3 separate regions of the Mus musculus genome follow, and regions 2 and 3 are each linked to region 1. A link is a contact called in public Hi-C data. All regions are on one chromosome and are shown on one strand. The core of a region is the stretch at or near the end of the contact, and the rest is flanking DNA. Distances in the headings are between cores, read along the strand shown. Region 1 holds the start of Pter (phosphotriesterase related). Region 2 overlaps Pter (phosphotriesterase related). Region 3 has its middle 44 kb from the start of Pter.

Region 1 (2,889 bases), core at 246-2,745:
TACATTGGAGGGAGGACCTGCCAATAATATTCAAGGTGGAGATAGTCTAAGAGATAAGAGGACAGGCTTTGGAGTCAGGAAAAACAAAACAAAACAAAACAAAAACCACTCCTCCTAACACCTTCCAGCTGTATTGCTTGAACATTCTGTATAGGATTTTGCTCATCCATACCATGAAGCTATCTGGCAAGGCTGTGTAATTAATTAGACTTTAGAGTTTAGGTAAATTTCAAAAAATAAGTACTTGGACATCCCTAGGATTCAGGAACCAGGAACAGAAATAAAATCTGTTTCCTCTTTGACTCCAAAACTACATATACTATGTTTCAGTTACTTTGATAATTTTAAAGTAACATCCAGCCTCCATAAATAAAATCATAATTTCATAAAGACACACTAGCAGAATCTGGTGTTCAAATTATCCTTTTGAAAATTGTCATCTGACTGATTGATAGTCAGAAATAGTCTGATCTTTTTCTTTTCGGTGCGCACTGCGATTCTCTCTCTTTCTCTCTCTCTTTCCCCCTCTCCCTCCTTGTCTCCTCTCTTCTTCCCTTTCCTTTTTCTTTTCTTTCTTTTTTTTTTTTTTTTGGCGTGAATTCATTATTTATAGAATGGCACCAGGCCTCAAGGATACTGTTGGACATCCATCCATCCCTTCTGTCTATGTAAACTAAAATGGAATGGTCCAAGTGGTTGTCTAGTCCCCGGGACCACTCATTCTTTCTTTGTCGCAACGAAAGCAGTATCCTTGAGTACAAAAAGTAAACGCTTGTTAGTCACTCCATGTCGGAGGAGATTTGAAGATGTCTGCCCTGGCAGGTATCACTATATCTAAGGCATCTTTACAGCCACCACTCAGAATCAGGGCGTATAAACTTTGCTCAGATATCTAAGGAGTCACATTTAAGTGTTGCAATACAGCTACAAGAAGGTAAACAATCCAGGAGAAAGTGGATTCTGCTGTTGAAGTTTGTTAAAGAAACCGGAGCAGGGAACAGATGCCTCCACCTTCCATTTCAGCCCATGTAGGGAGAGCAAAGCTACTGCAACAGGTCCCTAGAGTTCAGCAGTCAGACAGAACCGAGCAAGTACAGCACGGGACCTGCTCAGGGCCTCGAGCTTTCAAATCAGACTTTGGGAGACCTGAGGTTGGGGGAAGGTCAGCGCCCTCTGAGCCCAAGTCAGTTCTCCAAGGCTCCTGAAGCCAGGCCCCATGGTCTTTGCAACTCCGGGACCTCCAGAGAAAGGTGGCAGGGCCGCTTCCCCTTTCCCAGGGTGCCGCTCCACGTGGCTGCTTGCAGGACAAGCCCTGAGTTCCAGGCCTAAGTCCTCACCTTTCCTACCAGGTCCACAGCTACTTAACCAGCTCCGGGGCTTCCTTCATTCCGCGCTGTGCGCCGCCTTCTCCCCCTGGGAACTTGACTTGAGCTAGGTCGGCTTCCCCTCCCTTTGGGAAGTTGTCTCTCTCTTCCACCCCCACCCCCACCGCATCATCGCCTCACCCTGCCGCCGTCCCCTCCCTCCGATCCTCCCACTTTGCATGTCCACTAGCCTTTTCCCCGCCCACTGACCCTAAGTCACTCCCACTCAGATTTAAAACCACTCCCTGTGAGCCCGCGCCAGCTCTGAAACCCCGCCCATTAGGTTTCTGCTCTGACAGGGAGGATTTTAAGTCCAGGCTGAACTCCCACCAGCTGGAGGCCCTACTCAGGAGCAAGCCTGAAGTTTGCAGCTAAACTGCTCTCAGAGGCTGAGTTAAGAGCCCACCCAGTCTACATCCTAATTATCCCATTTCTCTTTGGCTCAGCTGATGTGAAATCCCCAAGGAGAAAGTAAGCTACTGGATTTTGCCCAGGTCTCAATTACAGACTCCTTGAGTAATTTTTTTTTCCTGTGTCCTCCAAGACAAGCACTGCCAATTTGATGTCATGCTGCGTTTTGTATCCCTATGATTAACACAGGGAATTCTGGCTTTCTCTCTTTTGTTGATTGTTTTGTTTTGGTTTTTTTTTTTCGTTTTCCTGGACCTGCTTGCTGCATTTAAAACTTGAGTGCTGTACTAGACCACATGAAGCAGCCCTACTACTTGGCATCACTGAACCAAGCTCAGTCAATATGCACTAGTCTGCAAATCATGGTCTTAGGAGCCGCTGTCACCATACAAAGTCTTACCTGTCTGCATTGAACTCCCATTTCATTTTAATCTGAAATCCGAGGAAGAGGAAGAACTTAGAGCAGTCATTTCTAAGGAAGACAGGTTTAGAGCTAAGAATCAATGGCTTATGAAGGCAGTTCTGTTACACTTGGAAACCAACCTGTTTCTGCTTAACGTTTAAAAATAGAGTTTTACTTGTTTAAAGGTTGTTACATTGTATTGTGTGTAGGTGAAAACGGTTTTCCTCGGAATTTCTTTCACTATATGGGTTCTGGGATGGAATTCAGATGGGCAAATCACCTTTATCTGCGAAGCCAGTCTGCAGGCAGTTTTTCTCTGATTACAGACAAGGAAACAGACTTAGAGAAGGCTCTTCAAGTTCTAGGCCAGGACTAAACTGCAGTTTAGTTTATATCAACCATGGTACCATATCTTCTTAGGGAGCTTTGATTGGAAGGCAGAAAATACTTTTATTTAAGTCAGAAGGAAAGAAAGAAGGAAAGTTACACAGTTCCCTTCTCTTTCTTTCCTCGATTACTTCTCTTTTTAAGCAATGCTACAGTAGGAGAAGCCCTTGATAAGGGGGTTAGTAAGGGGCAGATATTGAGAAAAATTTAGCTAGGTAAATCCTAGAATAAACATAGGGTCTCAAACTAAGAGAGGGGGAGAATAAATGTGGAAGTTAGGAAGAGCAGAATGCCCTCCCATGAGTAAGTCTTGCCTTTGCGTCC
Region 2 (2,889 bases), core at 103-2,602, 53 kb before region 1:
GGAATTGTCAATGACGAGTGTGTCCAGAGCTCCTTCCTCATCACTGGGAAGACACGGAGTCCGAACACTCTGGGGTCCAGTTACCAGATGTCTTTGCGAGCTAGCTATTTTTTTTTCATGTATCCAACTACTTCTGAACCAATTGCATTTAGGGTGTCCTAAATGTATATACAAACAGCATTCTAAGTAGTGCTTTTTACCTGCTCCACTGACATGGCTCTGGTTGCTGCAGAGTGAGTTGCATCAACATAAAACCCAGCTCCAGCTATGATGTGGACTCCAGTCTGCTCTGCCAGCCACTTCAGCGTATGCACGTCCCTGCTGAGCCCAGTTGTCGTATTCTCCACCAAGGCTCCTCCGCCCTTAGCCTTGAAATACAACAGCTCTTCTCTTATGGCTCCTACCTCCTGATTCAACTGAAGGTTCTCTCGATGGGAATAGGGGTTTTTCTGAATCCAAAATAGATTTTTCATCATGATAGGTTCCTTGGAGGTGACTTCGTGGCATGGAGGAGGTGGGCAGTAAAAACTGTCAAAGGTCATTGTCAGATGCTCGTGGGTCAGGGTGCGTCCCAGTTGGCTGGGTTCTACAAGGCCCAGAACTGTTTGTACTTTCCCACTTAAGGAAGACATTCCTGATAGTGTCTCAGGGATTTTCTCTAGAGAGGAAAAGGGAATATGGAATTAGAAAATTTAACACAAGCATGTAGTCTGTCAGTGGAGAGTGGGGGTTGTGGATATGCCAATGAAACTAGAGAATGAATCAATGAAACTAGAGATATGACCTCATTTGTCATCTGCCCCAAGTGGGATGCATGAATAAAATGTCCCCAGTCCCTTCCATCAGGTCTCCTCTGACAGATCAGCTCTAAACTTATTTATTGGAAATATTTCTTCAGTTCAGTTCAGATTTATATTTCTTTTTTTTTTTTGTCTCAGTTTTAGCTATGCTTTTTTGGATACTTGAACAAAAATCATATAAATCCCTCCTCCCTTTGTTACCAAAAGCTCCTATTAAAATCAGCCATGCATTAATACCATTTCCCCCTTCTTATCCAAATGAAATATACTGAGGCTTCTACTCACGGTACTACCCATTTGCTCCTGAAGTAAATGAACTTCCGCTCACGGCCTGCTATATGCCCGAAGCATAACACAGAACCTCTAACCTGCCTCACTTCATAGGGGATGGCCACAAAATCATTGAGGAAAGAAGAAATGCATAAGTAGGTTTATTAATGTCAAAAATAAGAAGAAACAAGCCCTTTCACTTTCAAGGGGGTTTATTGCATAGTGCAAACTGAAAGTGACCTTTCAATACATAAAAGGAAAACTTCACTGTTACAATGAAAGTGACTACGATGTTATCTGTGATGGTTAAAAGCTGAATGTCAACACGACGCAACCTAAAGGGAGACTCAGTGAGGAAGTGTCTTCACTGAGTTTGGGTATTTCTATAGGGAATTCTCTTTATTACATTAATGGGCATGGAATGACCCAGACCATTATGGATGGCAACACGCATTCCCTAGGTAGGGGATCCAGAACTTTATCAGAGTGGAGAAATTGAGCTGAGCACAAGCAAGCAAGCAAGCAGTGTTTATGAGCTCGCTTCTCTTTGCTTTTGACTGGGTATGCTGTGACCAGCTGTCTCAGTGCCTGTCTCTGTGACTCCTCTACAATGATGGACTGTCGTCATCTGGAACTGGAGTTAAAATGAACCTCTCCCCCTCTAAGCTGCTTTGTGTCGGGGTATTTTATCACGGCAACAGAAACAAGCCTAGAATGCTGCTGAAACAGGAATCAGCTGCCATCTCTAGAAGGAGCAAAAACCTCTTTATTGCTCACATAATTTCCTTTCAGACACAAAGAGTATCTGCCCAGGTTTTTCTCTCAGTGACAGCAAGAATTCCTATTCCAGCATTCCCATGTTCAATGTGTACCCCTAATACAGCAGACTGAATGGAAAAGGTGACAGTGGACTTGGTGAATAGACACACTGTAGCCACCGCCGCCAGAGCACTGCCCGAAATGAAGCTCCACCCAGAGGACCTGGCAGACATGATCATGAGGCTGGAAGAACAGAGTAGCTTTGAAAGCTTTCAAAGTGTTCCTACCACAGACATTCTAAAATTAGTCCCCCCATATCTTTGGAAGCCTTCTCTGTATGTGGGGAGGGGGGTAGTGCATCATTTCGAGCCTGTGCATGTGGAGATCAGAGGTCAACCTCGGGTATCAGTCCTCTGAAGCCATTCACCATGTTCTTTTGAGACAGAGTCTCCCCCTGGACTAGAGCTCACAGAGAAGGCAAGCTGCAGGCTTCTACCTATGACTAACCCTGATTATAGGACTCCTAGTGTCTACTAACATACCTTTTCAGTCCCTAGGACCCACATACAATGTATGTGGGTTCTAGGGACAGAATTCAGGTCCTCATGTCTATAAGGAAAAGACTTTAACAACGGAAGCATCTTCTAGTCCCTATCTATGATTAGCTGAGCATCTTGTTTCTCATAAATAAATTAGAGACTATGCATTACTTAGGAATCAAAATAAGTAGGAATTAAGGCAAATGCAAGCGAATACTACACATAAAAATATTGTCAAAAGTGGAACACAGTCTATAGTCAACAGAGAGCAGAATTATTCTGCACTTTGACTACATCACTTCTTTCTACAAAAGAAAGGTTGTGGATCTGGTTCTGTTTTCTGGTTCTGTGGAAAAGGTTCTGTTTTCCCTGTAATAGGTCAGGGAAAAAGGAAAAGGTTTACAAATTATAAGTCAATCTTTGTCCAGCCACTTCAATGACAGTGAACTTAGCTGTCTGGGATAGTTTACTGACAGTCATAAGTGACTCATTTATATTTTTCACAGAGAACATGAGAGTTG
Region 3 (2,889 bases), core at 222-2,721, 44 kb after region 1:
AATGTGAGCTTAACACTTCCTGGGTGCTTCTGGAAGGCAAACAGGCAGAAAATGACATTTCTGTGAGTTCAGAATTTCCTGAATGCTTCTGGAAGGTGATGGTTTCTGACAACTGGTTAACACATCACACCTGCCTGAAATGTGCTTGAGAAACTACCTACTTTGATGTCTTCAAAATCCTTTGAACCATTGGATTACTGTTACTTCCACATCATATAGGAACTTTGTATTTTATATTATATCCATAAGTGCCGCAGACCTTCTGGGCCCTTTTGTCTGTGTGGAACGCGTCTCTAGTCGCGGGTGGACAAAGCGTCGGATGAATTGACAGATAGATGCACACAGGAGAGGTTGTGTTGGATCTGAATGTATTTGTCAAATCGAGCATCAGAATTTTTATGCAGAAGACAATAAGGAAGTTGGGTGACATATTTGCAAGGTACAAATGAGGTAACTGGAATCTTACATAAAACAGAGGAATGCAAACACAAAAGGTCTAACGGGAACCACCTGGGATAGAATTCATTGTTAACAACTGGGATCATCAAGGGCTCCACTTAAGATTCACTTAATCTTAGAAGCCAGGGTCAAGGGCTTCGCGCCCTTGCCATAGTTCTTATTTTAGTCTATTGTATAGTCCACCTTCCCCTTAGGCCATTGTAAATATGTGTGTATGGGTGTAACTCCACTATAGTTCTAAGTATCTATTCTGGTTTCTCCTTCGGTCTGAAACTTCTTTCTTCCTTAGTGATGGTAAATTCCTGTGTAAGGGAGTGACTTAGCTTTTATTCAGAGTGATAGTGTAGTACCAGAGGCTATTCTGATTAGCAACATTCTTACTGAATTTTAAGCCCATGGTCTTGCTCAAGGACGTTCTAGGACTGTTGGAACACTGGCGGAAGGCTTTGGCTATGTCAGAATTCATTCTTAAAAGGCACTTATAATAGGATAATACTGGAAGAGAGCACGTGGATCCATACACTAGACTAACGCGGGAATGGAAAATTAATGTATGGGTTAGAGAGAATGCCAGACTCCAGGAGCGAGTTTCTGTGAAACTCTTTTGCCTCAGTGAGTAGCTTCCAAGCCTCTCGGCTTGTCAAGCTGACTCGACCAGAGTGCGTGACACATAAGGTCTTATTCTTCTTAAAGGTCAAACTTTCTTCAGTCCCCCCCCCCTTTTCCTTTTCTAGACAGAATTTCTGTTTCATGTTTTTTTCTCCTTAGCTTCAGTACTTCCTGAAAAGAGTTTTCCCCATCCCAAAATTCAGCAGCATCCCTCAATCACTTCTCTACATCCTGGTTGCCATGACATCCTCTTTTGGTGCAGAAACGAAGTAACCAAGGACAGAAATTCTTGACTCATTAATCTTTTGCTTGATATGTACATCGATTGGACCTGAAGCAAGTAATCATGAGACAGATATCCATTTGTCCAGGGCAATGATGTGGACAGTGGTCACCAATGACTCATCTCTAAATGAGGAACTTCTGTGGATCATTATTTACTTTTCAAATAAAGGTTAACCACTGGGTTTATGTTAAACCACTGTTCAGTCAAAGTCCACAGAGTAACTTCACAGATCAAATGGTTAATCAATCTTGTAAAAAATAGTTTATGGTGGTTCTAGGCCTCAGTATTATTTGGTCAGATTTTGTTCTTTTTGTATAGCTTTTTTCCTATTTCCTTCCCAAAGAATTCTGCAATGTGGTTTCAAATGACACTGGAATTTTCATTAAAGTGCATTTAAGTCTGTTTTACATCTTATGAGTTTCTACCTTATGAAAATTTCATCACTTTTTAAAGTTAATCCCATTAATCTTCCAAGTCATCCCTTGATCTTCATAGGAGATATGAACTAATATTATAGTTCTCTGTGAAGAAATACATTTCTATCTGTTTAAACTCCTTAGTAACTTCTAATGAAATGTGCTTAAATGTTATAACATTGAAACATATCTAATTTTCTTTTTAAAAAGTATATTAATGTCAAGACCATATTAGGTTTCAATGGGTTTAAACATTGTACGTAAAATAAAAAGTACTATGAAAAGAATAAGTTGAAATATAGAGTTGAGGTAGAAATGGAGCTAATAGAAGAGATGGCAGCTTAAGAGATACAGATGTTTACAGCAATCAAAAAAAGGGGGAAGGTGGAGGAACTGAGCCTTGATGTCCAACAGAATAGCCAGATGGGTTGACCACATTAGTGCCAAGCTGTGTGACCCTGGACAGGTGAGTTAAGGGCTTAGAGTTGTTCTTTGTTAAATCCAAGGATGTGGAAATGTGTTCTAGTCTTCAATGAATTCTGTAGAATAAACAAATAGAATGTGATTATCACATGCTCAGCTTATAATGTGTGTTAAGTATTTCTGTGCTTTGATGGGCTATTATTCATTTTCTGCTCCTGTTTATGTTTAACAACTAGATAAATGGTATTTGATTGCTCAGAATGCACTAGTGTGCACCTTACGGTGTTCCTATTCATGGAAAATTAAGACAGCACAAAGCAGGACTGAGCTATAAAGGAAGCAATATTTTACCTAGCTTAAGTGAACCTTAAGTCAAGTCTTAGTTAGGACTATATGGAGACACTGTAGAGTAAATTAGAAAAGTTTGTCTTTCTCAAGTCAAGAAATGTCACCAAGGTCAATATTAGCAAAAATCAATAACAGTTCAAAGAGATATATTAGTTTTTATTTGACTCTTAGCCTATGATAATAAATACTGTTAAATACTATCTTGTACTAGATAAATTTAAATGTAAGATGCTGAAATGTAAAAAAGATATTCTGTCTAGAAAACAGACAAATAAATGAGCTAAAATATTGAACTCATAGAAAACAACATGGCTGTTTGAGATCCTTGACATGTGGGGATAGGTCTGA

What was found. Hi-C and Micro-C count contacts between places; a contact is called where the count stands out from the background.
Region 2: a Hi-C map of Th1 cells shows a contact between it and region 1, with 2.0 times the contacts expected there. The contact joins the enhancer-like site here to the promoter of Pter in region 1. A contact is called at or near these places in 1 of 39 promoter capture datasets (liver), 5 of 484 Hi-C or Micro-C datasets (Th1 cells, liver and nephron progenitors) and 4 of 115 datasets of contacts at active chromatin or transcription factors (the SCID.adh cell line, bone marrow-derived macrophages, cardiomyocytes and 1 more).
Region 3: a Hi-C map of liver shows a contact between it and region 1, with 2.4 times the contacts expected there. The contact joins the enhancer-like site here to the promoter of Pter in region 1. A contact is called at or near these places in 1 of 484 Hi-C or Micro-C datasets (liver), 2 of 115 datasets of contacts at active chromatin or transcription factors (embryonic stem cells and kidney) and 1 of 9 other capture datasets (adipose tissue).

Annotation. Positions count from the first base shown.
Region 1 is chr2:12,922,647-12,925,535 of GRCm38.p6, reverse strand. It overlaps Pter (phosphotriesterase related), which reads right to left and starts at 1,495. Exons shown (of 6, transcript NM_001305437.1): 1 at 1,338-1,495.
Region 2 is chr2:12,975,929-12,978,817 of GRCm38.p6, reverse strand. Pter (phosphotriesterase related) reads right to left here. Exons shown (of 6, transcript NM_001305437.1): 3 at 201-658. Among named protein-coding and RNA genes, the nearest start is that of C1ql3, 33 kb to the left of the region's middle. Within about 2 kb of position 1,352, at least 7 of the 459 cell types and tissues checked have an H3K27ac peak or open chromatin away from gene starts, as enhancers often do. A contact at or near this core is called in Th1 cells, where this site is marked.
Region 3 is chr2:12,878,278-12,881,166 of GRCm38.p6, reverse strand. No RefSeq gene overlaps it. Among named protein-coding and RNA genes, the nearest start is that of Pter, 44 kb to the left of the region's middle. Within about 2 kb of position 1,471, at least 8 of the 459 cell types and tissues checked have an H3K27ac peak or open chromatin away from gene starts, as enhancers often do. A contact at or near this core is called in kidney and liver, where this site is marked.